Regions from separate parts of the Sus scrofa genome. Here regions 1, 2 and 4 are each linked to region 3. A link is a contact called in public Hi-C and HiChIP or PLAC-seq data. All regions are on one chromosome and are shown on one strand. Each heading gives the region's core, a stretch centred on a gene start, on an enhancer-like site or on the middle of the called end of the contact. The rest is flanking DNA. Distances are from core to core; before and after follow the strand shown. Region 1 holds the start of NAMPT (nicotinamide phosphoribosyltransferase). Region 2 holds the start of SYPL1 (synaptophysin-like protein 1). Region 3 holds the start of CBLL1 (E3 ubiquitin-protein ligase Hakai). Region 4 holds the start of ATXN7L1 (ataxin-7-like protein 1).

What was found. Hi-C and Micro-C count contacts between places; a contact is called where the count stands out from the background. HiChIP or PLAC-seq counts read pairs in DNA pulled down with a chosen protein or histone mark.
Region 1: an H3K27ac HiChIP or PLAC-seq map of alveolar macrophages shows a contact between it and region 3. The contact joins the promoter of NAMPT here to the promoter of CBLL1 in region 3. A contact is called at or near these places in 1 of 47 Hi-C or Micro-C datasets (liver) and 1 of 2 datasets of contacts at active chromatin or transcription factors (alveolar macrophages).
Region 2: a contact with region 3 is called in a Hi-C map of liver, with 8 times the contacts expected there. The contact joins the promoter of SYPL1 here to the promoter of CBLL1 in region 3. A contact is called at or near these places in 2 of 5 promoter capture datasets (fetal liver and liver) and 2 of 47 Hi-C or Micro-C datasets (heart right ventricle and liver).
Region 4: an H3K27ac HiChIP or PLAC-seq map of alveolar macrophages shows a contact between it and region 3. The contact joins the promoter of ATXN7L1 here to the promoter of CBLL1 in region 3. A contact is called at or near these places in 1 of 47 Hi-C or Micro-C datasets (heart right ventricle) and 1 of 2 datasets of contacts at active chromatin or transcription factors (alveolar macrophages).

What each region holds. Positions count from the first base shown.
Region 1 is chr9:106,160,455-106,163,154 of Sscrofa11.1, forward strand. NAMPT (nicotinamide phosphoribosyltransferase) reads right to left here and starts at 1,387. Exons shown (of 11, transcript NM_001031793.2): 1 at 1,331-1,387. The coding sequence starts at 1,387.
Region 2 is chr9:105,983,741-105,986,440 of Sscrofa11.1, forward strand. It overlaps SYPL1 (synaptophysin-like protein 1), which reads right to left and starts at 1,432. Exons shown (of 5, transcript XM_021063515.1): 1 at 1,249-1,432. The coding sequence starts at 1,317. It overlaps LOC106504993 (a long non-coding RNA gene), which reads left to right and starts at 1,520. Exons shown (of 2, transcript XR_002335905.1): 1 at 1,520-2,700.
Region 3 is chr9:107,454,925-107,457,624 of Sscrofa11.1, forward strand. CBLL1 (E3 ubiquitin-protein ligase Hakai) reads left to right here and starts at 1,337. Exons shown (of 6, transcript XM_003357515.4): 1 at 1,337-1,710. The coding sequence starts at 1,698.
Region 4 is chr9:105,924,237-105,926,936 of Sscrofa11.1, forward strand. ATXN7L1 (ataxin-7-like protein 1) reads right to left here and starts at 1,399. Exons shown (of 18, transcript XM_005667724.3): 1 at 1,064-1,399.

The DNA.
Region 1 (2,700 bases), core at 137-2,636, 1.3 Mb before region 3:
AATCCATCTAAATTATCACAAGTAGAATATTAAATCAGCTGGAAAGAAAACAATATAAAACTTAAGTAAAATGGGATTCTCCAAAATACTTTATTGGAATTAAAAAAAAAAAAACCCAAAAACCCAAAGCAACAAAATCACAAAACCCCAAACTAAAAACGTCATGCTTTAATCACTATATTCTGAACTCTCGTGCTGTTCACAGTAAAAACTAAAATTTATTTTACGAAAGTGGGGTTTCCAAGCTGACAGCTCATCTTTTAGGTGTCCTGACTAACAAAATTTCTCAGCAAAGTATAGTCCAGTTTACTTCATATAATTTGGATACTAGGGGAAAAACCATTTGCCGGATTTGTCTCTAATCACTCTTCCCTTTTTACTAATGTACATGAGCTTCAAATAAAACGAGGTAGCTATACGTGCAAGGGTCCAATAGGTTTAGTAACACAAGGTTGTGCCGCTTTTCCCTCAACAAGTTCTCTAGGGTTAACTACAGTTCATTTAACTACTTGTGTTTCACTTTCTTTTTCACAGAAATCCTGCAGTGGTCCTAATGGGATAATGGCAGATTGGCTTTCGCAACAGGGGATATACGAAGCATGAGTGATTACCAGCAGCAAAGAAGTTTGAAACGGAGCCCAGAGGAGTGGGAAGGGGGAATCCATCAGGGTGACCAGAGACTGATAGCTAAGTGTCCTCTGCGCCCGAGCCACAGGCAGAGGAACGTGGCTGGCTGCTCCCGCACCCCTGAAGAACCTGGCCCACCCCTTCCTTGGAAAGGGACGTACCTTCCCACTTAGGGGGTGGGCTCACACGACACACCTCAGCGGGGGAAACCCCACTTCTCAAACCTCGTTCCCGGTCTCTACGGCAGAACCCTAGGGGCCGTTACCTAACTGACCCGGCTCCTCCAGCGAGCCCTCGCCCAGGCCGGCCCTGCCCTCCCCGGCCCGGGGCCAAAAGGCCGCGCTCCTGGGGAAGGCGTGCGCTCAGCCGGTGACGCCCCAGCCTGCCCGCCGCCCGCAAACCCGCACGAGCCCCCGGCGGCGGGCGCGCGGCACCGGCCCGGGCCAGCCTCAGCCCCTAGCCGCGCACCTCCGACCACGCACCCCCAGGCCCCGCCTCCTGCCGTCCATCCCTCCATCCCTCCTCCCTCCACCTCCTCGCCACTGCGGCGCCAGCCTCACCTGCCCGGTCCCGCCGCCACCGCCGTCCGCGCCTTCCCTTGGGGCCGCCTCGCGCCAAGACCCCAGCCCCGACACCCCGCCCCGCGCTCGTCCCCGACGCGCCCTCTCTTCCTCCGTCACCTGCCCCCGCCTCGAGCCTCTACCTTGTACGAGTCGGTGGCCAGGAGGATGTTGAATTCGGCTTCTGCCGCAGCATTCATCTCGGGCCGGAGTGTGGGGGCCACGCGCCGCGGGCTGCCCGGCGCGGCTGCGAGGAAGGAGAAAAATGGGCTTCACCGCGCTCCGTTGCTTAAGTCACCGCTCGGTCGGAGGGGGAGGGGGAGTGGAGGGGAAAACGGAGCGGGGAGGAGGGGCCAGAGGAGGGCGGGCCTGGGAGCCGTGACGCGGTGAGGGTGGCGGCAGTGTCGGAGCGGCGGCGGAGGCGGTAGCGCACTCACACTCAGGGGACTCCGGCGATCTCCTCACCCCGGTTCCCCGCCCCCGCCCCATCGCCCCGGCGGGGACGCTAGGGGCGGGGCGCGGCCGCGCGTGCGCAGCGTGCAGGGGGCGGGGCTGGGCGGGGAGGACGTGAGGCACGCGCTCTTTCTCGGAAACGCCCACCCCGGGAAGCCTGAGGCTGCGGGGCTGCCCTGGCCCGTGACCCCGGCGCCCGCCTGGCTTACGTCTCTCGGCCCCGCGCAGCGGGGCGGGGCCGGGAGGGGGCGTTCCCAGGCTCGCCACTCTTGCGATTAGCCGGTTCGCCTGTCCCGCTGGCACATTCCTGTCCTACCCAGTCCTGGCCCTTTTTTCAGAGTCCTCCTGAAGTCACGCCACCCGGCTGGGGGCCGAGGAGCCTCCCTCTGCTCATCTTCCCGTTCCCCTCGCGCAGTTACTCACCTTTGTCTCTGGCTTGGATTAAGGATGGAACCTTTTGCCTCCATCCCTTGAGTCCCTTCTGGTCCTCCTAACCCTCTCTTTAAAATCTGAACAGCTGAAGTGAGGAATAAAAAGAGCTGAGGAGCCGCTTTATAATCTGACGCATCGCCCTCGCTTTCCTCCGGCTCAGTGGCTGAGCCCTTTGATCCTCTTGGGGAGGTTTTGACTTTCCCCGATAAAATAGCCTGCGCCCAAAGTTGGGGGCTGAATTCAGTCCTCACAGATAATGAGAGGATAAGAACTCGCTGAATCTAATATTGCTGAGAAGTATACGGCAAAGGGCCAAGTCTTTGACAAGGTGCGAGACTGACTTTTATCATTATAATTGCTCAATCTTGGGAAACGGGTTGGCAACTTGGAAAAAAAAAGCAAAAAACGAAGTGAAACGACGTCGGATGACTTCATCCAAAGGCAAACCATCCATTTGCGCAGTTCTCATACGTGGTTGTATTTTTGAGTAAAACCAAGATTCCCTTTGTCTCTGGGATCAGCAGCTGCTTGTGTTTTTATTTTATTTTTTTAGATTTAGGTTTTACAAGATAGAAGTTGCTGGGGAAAGGGAATTTAATGAAAATTGGAAGAACTTTATAGATTGTAG
Region 2 (2,700 bases), core at 182-2,681, 1.5 Mb before region 3:
TATATATGTGTGTGTGTCTTTAAAGTAAACATCTGTGAGAAATTAGCACAATTCGGTGTTCAGAAGACACCAAGTAAAAACTGGGGAGAAACATAGGAAACTTTGGGTAGGAAGGAGATCAGACTGAGTACCCAATTAGAAAAGTTGAGTTTCCGTGTTACTTTAAGAAACATCCTCGGCAGGTTATTTAAAACGGGGAATCAGAAGTTCTTACCCTTCACCAGTTTATCACTAAAATATGGGGTTGAAGAGTTACGGACGTAAATACGGCTAGCTGTAAAAGCAACTTGCCTGCACGCTGTACAGACGCCAGCTGCCTATTAATACAGGCCTAAAAACCAGCCCTGGAACACGGGCTAGGCCACGAAGTCTGAAGGTAATGTGCAGTGCCTGGTGCATTCACTAACTCCTCCGCAGTGACTGATCATTACCAAGGTCGAAGTAATAAATCTCCTTTGATGTTAATGATTGAGAGTGTTCCCTGACTGCAGGATGTTGCTGGGAAATACCCCAAATAAATTTGATGGCGATTCCTAACTTGTGTTTAAGTGGATCAGACTATCAAGAACACGTTTTGTTCAAAGACCCTCTCCCCTACTCCCCTACCCCCGTCCGCTTCCCTGACCCACAGTTTACTTTTATCCATATTTAACTTAGAGGCAATCTTAAAAGCAAATTAACTGAGAGCTCGTCAAATCACTTTGGGAAGGCGCACTAGCTTTCGAAGGAGCGTGGCCTCAAGTTAGCCCAGGGCAGCAACACACAGGCTGACCCTTTCCACCCGGGTACAGAGGCACCGCCGGCCGCAAAGCGACTTCGGTCCGTCGGGTTTCGGTTAGACCGCAACAGGAAGTTTTCTCTTCCCTTGCGGGAAGCAGTGAAGCCAAAGAGAAATTTGAAGCACCACTCCCCCGGGACACCGAGGTGAGCTTGGGTGTGGGAGGGCGGCTCCCCCCGGCCGGACGCAGCCGAGGCACCCGTGATTCGTCGCGACCGCATCGTCCCCGCCCCGCGCGGGCCCAGGCCGCGGCCACCGTCCCCTCCCCGTGCGTGCAGTCCCGACCCTTCCCGTCCCGTCCCGGGGACGACGGCAGCTTAGGGGTCCGCCCGGGCGGGGCGGCGTCTGGGATCCCGGGGCGCCGCCCCGCCCCCGCCACCTCCCAGCCGAGGGCGCTGGCCGGCTGTAGTGGCAGCAGGAGCGGGCGCGGAGGCGCGATTCCCCGCCTCGCCGGAGCGGGCTGCACTCACCAATTCGAGGACTTTGATGAAGCCGAGCGGCTCCTTGAGCGGGTTGAGGTTGAGCTGGAAGGAGGACATCCTCTGAGGGAAGGAGGGAAAGAGTCAGGACGGCGGACAGGAGGAGGAGGGGGACGGACGAGACCAGCAGCCAGGCCGCGAGGAAGGGCAGGCGGGGCGGGCTCCGGGAGGCGGGCCTGGGAGGCGGCCTGGGAGGCGGACCTGGGAGGCCGCGGGGCGGGGCGGCGGCGGTTGAGCCGCTGGCCGAAGCGCTGGGGCGGAGAGAAGGAGGGGCGGCCGCGGGAGGCGGGGGCGGGGCAGGGGCAGGGAAGGGGCGGTGCCTCCCTGGGCCTCACCTGGCCCAGCCGGCTGATCCTCTGGCGAACCAAGTAGATGTTGGACGCCATGCTGCTTGCGCCGCGCCCCCTTCCCTCAAGTCCTGCCCCCGGCGTTCGGGTTTCTGTCGCGCATGCGTGCCCCCACCCTGCGCCTGCGTAGCGGGGGCCGTTACCTCGCGCCCAGCCCAAGTTTCCGCTTCGTGGTCTCACCACCTCGCCGTACCAAGTTCTTTTCCTCCGGCTTACCGCCACAGTTCCCAACTTTTAGGTGGATTTAAAAAAATATTGACACAGATGAAGCCGCATTTCAAGGCTGGTGTTAGGGACCTGTTGTCAAACTGGTGGAAAGTTATTGCAGAACAACGGACTTTGAGCGACAGAAGTGTAGGGTATCTCTGTCAGAAGCGTCATTCACCAAATATTCTTATGGAAATTAACTTTGTCAAAGCCATCTTTGGAGTTAGGCTTGAGAGATGTAGGAGAAAGGTTATACCTACCAGAAAATGGCTTACCCACCTGTCCTACCCTGTCCATTAAGTTCTCCGCGTGGGAAGCTCTTGGAGTCTTTCTACGGAAGACTAATTCCTGCTTTCCCTTCAAGAGTCGCCTTGGGTGACACTTCCTGGCATCCAGTTATCCGAGCCCCGAAGTAATGATCTCCTTACTGCCTTCCCCCAAATCTAGGAAGATTGGAGAGCTGGAATGCTGGCGGCTTGGCGTGTATGGTAAGATGGCTAACACCATGTAGCAATACATGGAGAAGAAAGGAATTTCGCACAGTAGAATCTCCTACCAACGTCTGAGCAGTGATCTATGAATTAGCAGGTTCCTTGCGATTGAAGTCATTCCGCTCTTATTGACTGTCTTTCTAGGAAGCTAATCCTTTCTCATCTGAGACTGGTTTACCTACTTACTTGCTTCCCAGAGAGTGCAAAGAATGTATTTCAATTTTCTGGTCCACACTCTTACTCTTTTTATCCTGACTTCCACTTCTCAGTCCTCAGCACAGCCTTATTTATGTTCAGTGGGCACCTAGTGAATGATGGCAGATTCCTCTTTCTAAACAAAAAGGCATCAGAGATGCCCCTCAAGGCAGAATCAGTGGAAAGTAACATACATTGGTACC
Region 3 (2,700 bases), core at 87-2,586:
TGCAGTCTAGGTCACAGATGAGGCTTGGATCCTGCGTTTGTGGTGTAGTCTGGCACCTATAGCTCTGAATCAACCCCAGCCTGGGAACTTCCATGTGCTGCCAGTGTGGCCTTAAAAAAAAAAAAAAAAAAAAAAAAATTCTGTGTGCTCTCCCACATGTTGTACTGTTTCCAACAATAAACTTTATACCTTTAAAATCTCTGCTTTCAACAAGGAGCAAGAATCAGGGCAATTCTGCTTTCAGCCTCTGCTAGTCTAGTGGCTGGGATTCCCGGTTTTCATCCAGGCTGCCCAGGTTCAATTCCTGAGCGGAGAATTAAAGATTTTGCTCCAAGCCATCACTCACTGCTGTCTCCATGAGATCAAAAGTACTTCTCTAAAAGATCAATACGATAATCTCTGATCTAGGAACTCTGGCATTGAAAGCCTGAATAACACGAGGTAATGCTGTCGTCACCCAGAGACAACAAGAATAGAACCCAAATCCCTGGACTCCCAGCTTGTGTTTTCCACTAATTGCACTCCTTTCTACTCATCCAAGACCGTCAAGTGTGAAAGGGTGGAGAAGGGAGTGAACACAGATGCGCCAGGGCCTGGAAGTGGAGACCCAACTGAAGGCCCTCAGGAATCCCTCTTGGGCACCTGCCTTTTGTTTCAGCTGAGGACGATGAAAGCGGCAGCAACCACGAACCCCCGGGACCAAGAACTGGAACTAGGTACTGCCCATGCTGCTATCTCTTCCTCATTTAAGCCTTTCCTCTTTCACCTCTCCCCTACGGCCAGCCCTAACATGCTCTCCTCACCCTCAGCTCCACCATGCACTTGAGTCCCCGCTTTCCTCTAACAAGAAGCGGCTGCATGGCACCTGCCCTCCAGCTGGCCCTGCATCCAGTCCTTAGGCGGGATGTTCGGAGGGATCCTAGCCCCACAAGCGTTCTGCCTAGAAAATGAATGCTCATCAAGCGTTAGAAATGGGTGGGAATCAGGGCTGATACTCAAGTCAGCTCTGCGTGGATCTCTGCAGTTCTTCACGACAAAGCAAAATGTAGACAGTAAGCATAGAGCCTTTCTTGCTTTGCTGAGAGCCTCACACAGCTCCACCTTCCCCCGGGCATCCTCCCACTGGAGAACGCCTTGCGCAGAGCTCGTGTTTACAGTTTTCCTGGCCGTGGGGGAGGAGACCTCCGCTCGCGGACTCAGGGGGATTCCAAACCGTTACTCCGCCCGCCGGGGTGGGGCCAGCCTAACGGCCGAGCCTGCGCAGTGGGCCCGGCCGGCTCCAGTGTCGCGGCGCACTACATATCCCAGAAGGCAAAGCTCTGCGGAGCGGGCGGCCGCTTTACCTGCCGCGAGCTTAGTTCTGTGGCTACTGCTGCTCCCCTCCTCCTAGGTTCCGGTCGGTCTCCATTCCACAGTTAAAGGCTACTCCCTCTTGAAGCACATGAGAGGAAGCTTTAGCAGTCTCGACAGTGTAGCCTTTCGCGTACTCGCTCTTTCTCTCTCGCTCTGCCTGAACTATGCCTGACTCTCTCACCGGAGTCGGCTAGCCAAGGAGAGAGGAAGACGTCTTTAAGGGCCCCAGCCTGGGCGAGCTGGTCGCACTTCCGCCTCTCGGGCTCCGGAAGGTAGCGCGCACGCGCTCCCTGCGACTCCGGCGCCGTTGACTTCCGCTCCCACTGTGCCCCGCGAGCCGAATCATGGATCACACTGGTAAGGAGGCGGAGGCAGTGGGGGTCCCGGTTCCATGCCCCCTTGGCCGGCCTGGGACTGGTCGCCCAGCCGGCATAGAGGGGTTACGCTCGCCCCACAGCACTGAGGTGTCGCGGGGAAAAAGAAATCTCACAGACCCTTTTCCGTGTCCGGCCAGGGCCTGCTACTTCCCGGCCTACCCTCCGGTGTGGTACCTACAGCCTCAGTGCCGGCAACAGCCGTTCCTTTTCTGTTTCTGCTAAGCTCCGAGCTGGGACAGCGGGCGGCGCAGGCCACGCGGGGAGGAGAGAGCGCCGGCTCTTTTTTTCCTCATTCTGGGTGCCGTGCCCTACGTTATGGGGACTGGCGGGTAGATTCCAATCTCGGAGTCGGGGAAGCCTCATTGAACTGGGAGTCGTTGCGCGAGAGTGGATTGGAGACTTCCTGCTGTCTCAGTCAGCTTTGGGCGGGTGCTGCGGTGGTCACCGCTTGGTCTTTCATGGACTAGAGGTGGGAGAAGGGAGTCGGATATGGTTTTCGGAATCATACCGGGAGCAGCTTTTCTGCTTAAGCCAAAAGCGTGCCCCGCTCTTCGGCTGTGGTCCTTAACCATCAATCTTGAGCTTAAAATCAAGATACTCTCATCCTTTTCTCCAAGTAAGAATGGCTCCACTCTTTGTTGTGTGTCTTTTGGCTTTTGCTTCCTTGTGTTTTTTGGATATTGAATGAGTACCTTTGGAGTTAGACACTGCTCCGTATGGTTATATCTAGGCTTAGAGAAGGCTTTTTCCAGTATTAACTATTAGTCGGGATGTCCTCTGTCATCAGCTACCTACTTAATTTTGTACGTGTATCTTACACACACTCTTCAAGGCCTGAAGATGGAATGGTAAACAAGATACACTGAGTCTATGTTCTTTTTGAGGTTAGGTACTGTTGGGAAAGACATAATAAGTTTTAAAAAAAAAAACCCAAAACTTAAATATTTACAGATTATGATTGCTTTAAAGA
Region 4 (2,700 bases), core at 149-2,648, 1.5 Mb before region 3:
GGCTGAAACGACCAGTGCTCCCCTTCTGTGCAGAAGGCCCTGCATGGTGGTGCCTTTTAGCCCATGGTGTGTGTGTGTGTGTGTGTGTGTGTGTGTGTAAAATATCTTTCCAAACTCAATGCATGAGGCTGAACAACGGCTCCCTCCAGCCTGGCCTGGAGAGCACCAAGTCTAGAGGGAATGAGTTCCAGTCTTTCCAGTAATAAGCTGTGTGACCTTGGGAAAACTGTTCAACCTCTCTGGGACTCAATGCTTTTGTCTGTAAAAAGAAGCACAGGACTCCCTGCCTGTCTGCTTTCTGGATTTGTGGTGAGCATCACAAGAAATCATGTACCTGAGTGTGCTGGGTAAACTCTAAAGTGATATGCACCTCCCTCAGCCTTGCTGTGACTGAAATGTGGAGTCCCACTAGAAGGAATTGCCCTGAGGCTTGTGTATATTTAGGTCAATCAGGGGTTAAAATTCCTGCTCCCCTCAACAGGCTCTGAAAACCCTCCACTGTTCCAGAAGCATTATTCTGCAAGGCCTAGCCCTCCCCTTCCTCCAAAGGGCCAACAGGTGAGAAGCTGGGGGAGTGGAGGAGGAGCGGGGTGAATGGCTGAGAGAACAGATGCTTCTGGAGGGCGGGGCTCACCTTGTCGCCCCCCTTCTGGGGCAACAGCCGCAGGAGAAGGCCTTACCCCCAGCTAAGCGTGAGCCCTGCAGATGTGCCATCCGCTCTCATCATGGTGACAGATGTAACCCTAAAAACCAAGAAGGCCCCTGCCCCGACAGGCTCAGCTGGCTTCCTGCCCTCCTTCTGGAGGGAAGTGATCAAGGATTCCTAGTCGCTCAGGAAAAGAAAACTCTCATTTATCGGCCCCCTCCCGCTTGCCATATGTTCCTCGGTTTAACGCACCCATCCATCCGCTCTGTGAAGTATTAGCCACATTTTACACCCGAGAAAGCTGAGCCCTGAAGAGGCGGGGACACGCAGCTCCAAGAGGAACCCGGATTCGTGGGCCCCAAAGCCAGCTCTGACCAGGGCTCTTTATTAACCAAGCGATAAATACTGCTTAAGTACCTGTTCGTCCAGGAACCGCTGAGGACCTGAAACCTGCAGGAGGCAAGGCGAGGCCTCCCGGGCGGCAGGCAAATCTAGGTGGGGGCGGGTGGCGCCCTGCAGGGGGTGTTTCTCCGTGCTCTTGGCAATGGAGACGGCGAGGACCAGGGCGAGAGAGCGGTCTGAGTCATCCCAGCCAAAGCTCTCTGAGGCTCGGAGGGTCCAAGTGGGCCCTGGGGACCGTGAGTCACTAACTCATGCTCTGATGAGCAAACTAGTTAGTTGAGCCAGCCCTTGAACTGCTAGCCCAGGGATCTTGCTACACTCACCACGTGCGAGCTGAGGCCTGAAGGGCTGAAGTGGGCGTGGTTGTCGCCACTGAAAGACCCAGCGCCTGAGGCTCCGCCTCCCACCCGAGTCTGCGCAGATCTGCTCCAGCAGAGCCCGAGCCCTCTGGTGAGCAGCTGTTTCCATTTTTCCCCCCCGCGGCCTGGGTTCTGGGAGCCAGGCCAGCATTCAGAGCCATTTCTCTCCCTTTCGTTTTTGTAAAAGAGAAAAACCGCCCAGGGCTGCCAGAGCCTGAGCTTGCTCCTGGGTGGCCACCACTTGGCTGGACTGGAGGGGACGCCTCCTGGGAGCCCCCATTTTCTCTGGGTCTGGCCATCTGGGACCTTCCCATCCAGAAACTTGTGGAATCCACTCTCCTGTAGCCCTTGTCCTCACGGGGCTCCCTCTTTGCAGTCTTGACCCCTGCCCTTTGTTCTAAAAGCAAGAAGTGTTACAGAAGCAAACTGGGGTCCAACTGCCTCCAGGCAGTAAAGCCATTCTATTGACAGGGGGTCGTGGTAGAGGAAAGTACCGGCTTTCCATTGTGAGGCACCAGGCAAGGGTCCAGGGCATCTAATGCTCAAAACCCCCAAACTCCTGGAAGAGTTCAGGGAAGCATTTTGAAAGGCAAGTTGAGGGGTTGCAGGGTATGTGGTCAGCTTGTGCACGAGATTCTCTGATTGGTTGATGGTGAGTGAACAGGATGGTGTCACAGGGGTTAACATTACCAATCCTTAGGCTCCAGCCAGACTGGGGACTATGTGCTCATGGTCATCACATAATTAACTTCTTCCATTTGGTGGGGGTTTTAGCATAGCTCAGGAAATGTGCACCAGATACTGTTATCTAGGTACTTGGGGGAGGAACTAAAGATTCTGTGACTGCCATATGGCTGATTTGCTATTTAAATTGTTACCACTTCTCCTGGCCCAACTGCTACTTTTGTCAGATATGTTCACATCCTTCCAATTGTTAATTCTCATAGAGTTCCTGCTGGGGCACAGTGGGCTAAGGATCTGGCATTGTCTCTGCAGTGGCTCAGACGCAGGTAGCTGCAGAGGTGTGGATTTGATCCCTGGCCTGGTGCAGTGAGTTAAGGATCCAGCATTGCCACAGCTGCAACTCAGATTCTATCCCTGGCCCAGGAACTTCCATATGCTGCAGGTGTGCCCACCCCACCCTCAAATTAATTCTTGAGCCAGGCTTTTATGACTCAAGGGAGACCTGGGACACTATGGCTTTTATACAAACAAGAGGCAGGCAGAGGGCATTGGGAGGGGGGTGGTCCTGGGAGGGCCCCATAGGGTCCTGTTTAGTTACAGCAGTCTGAC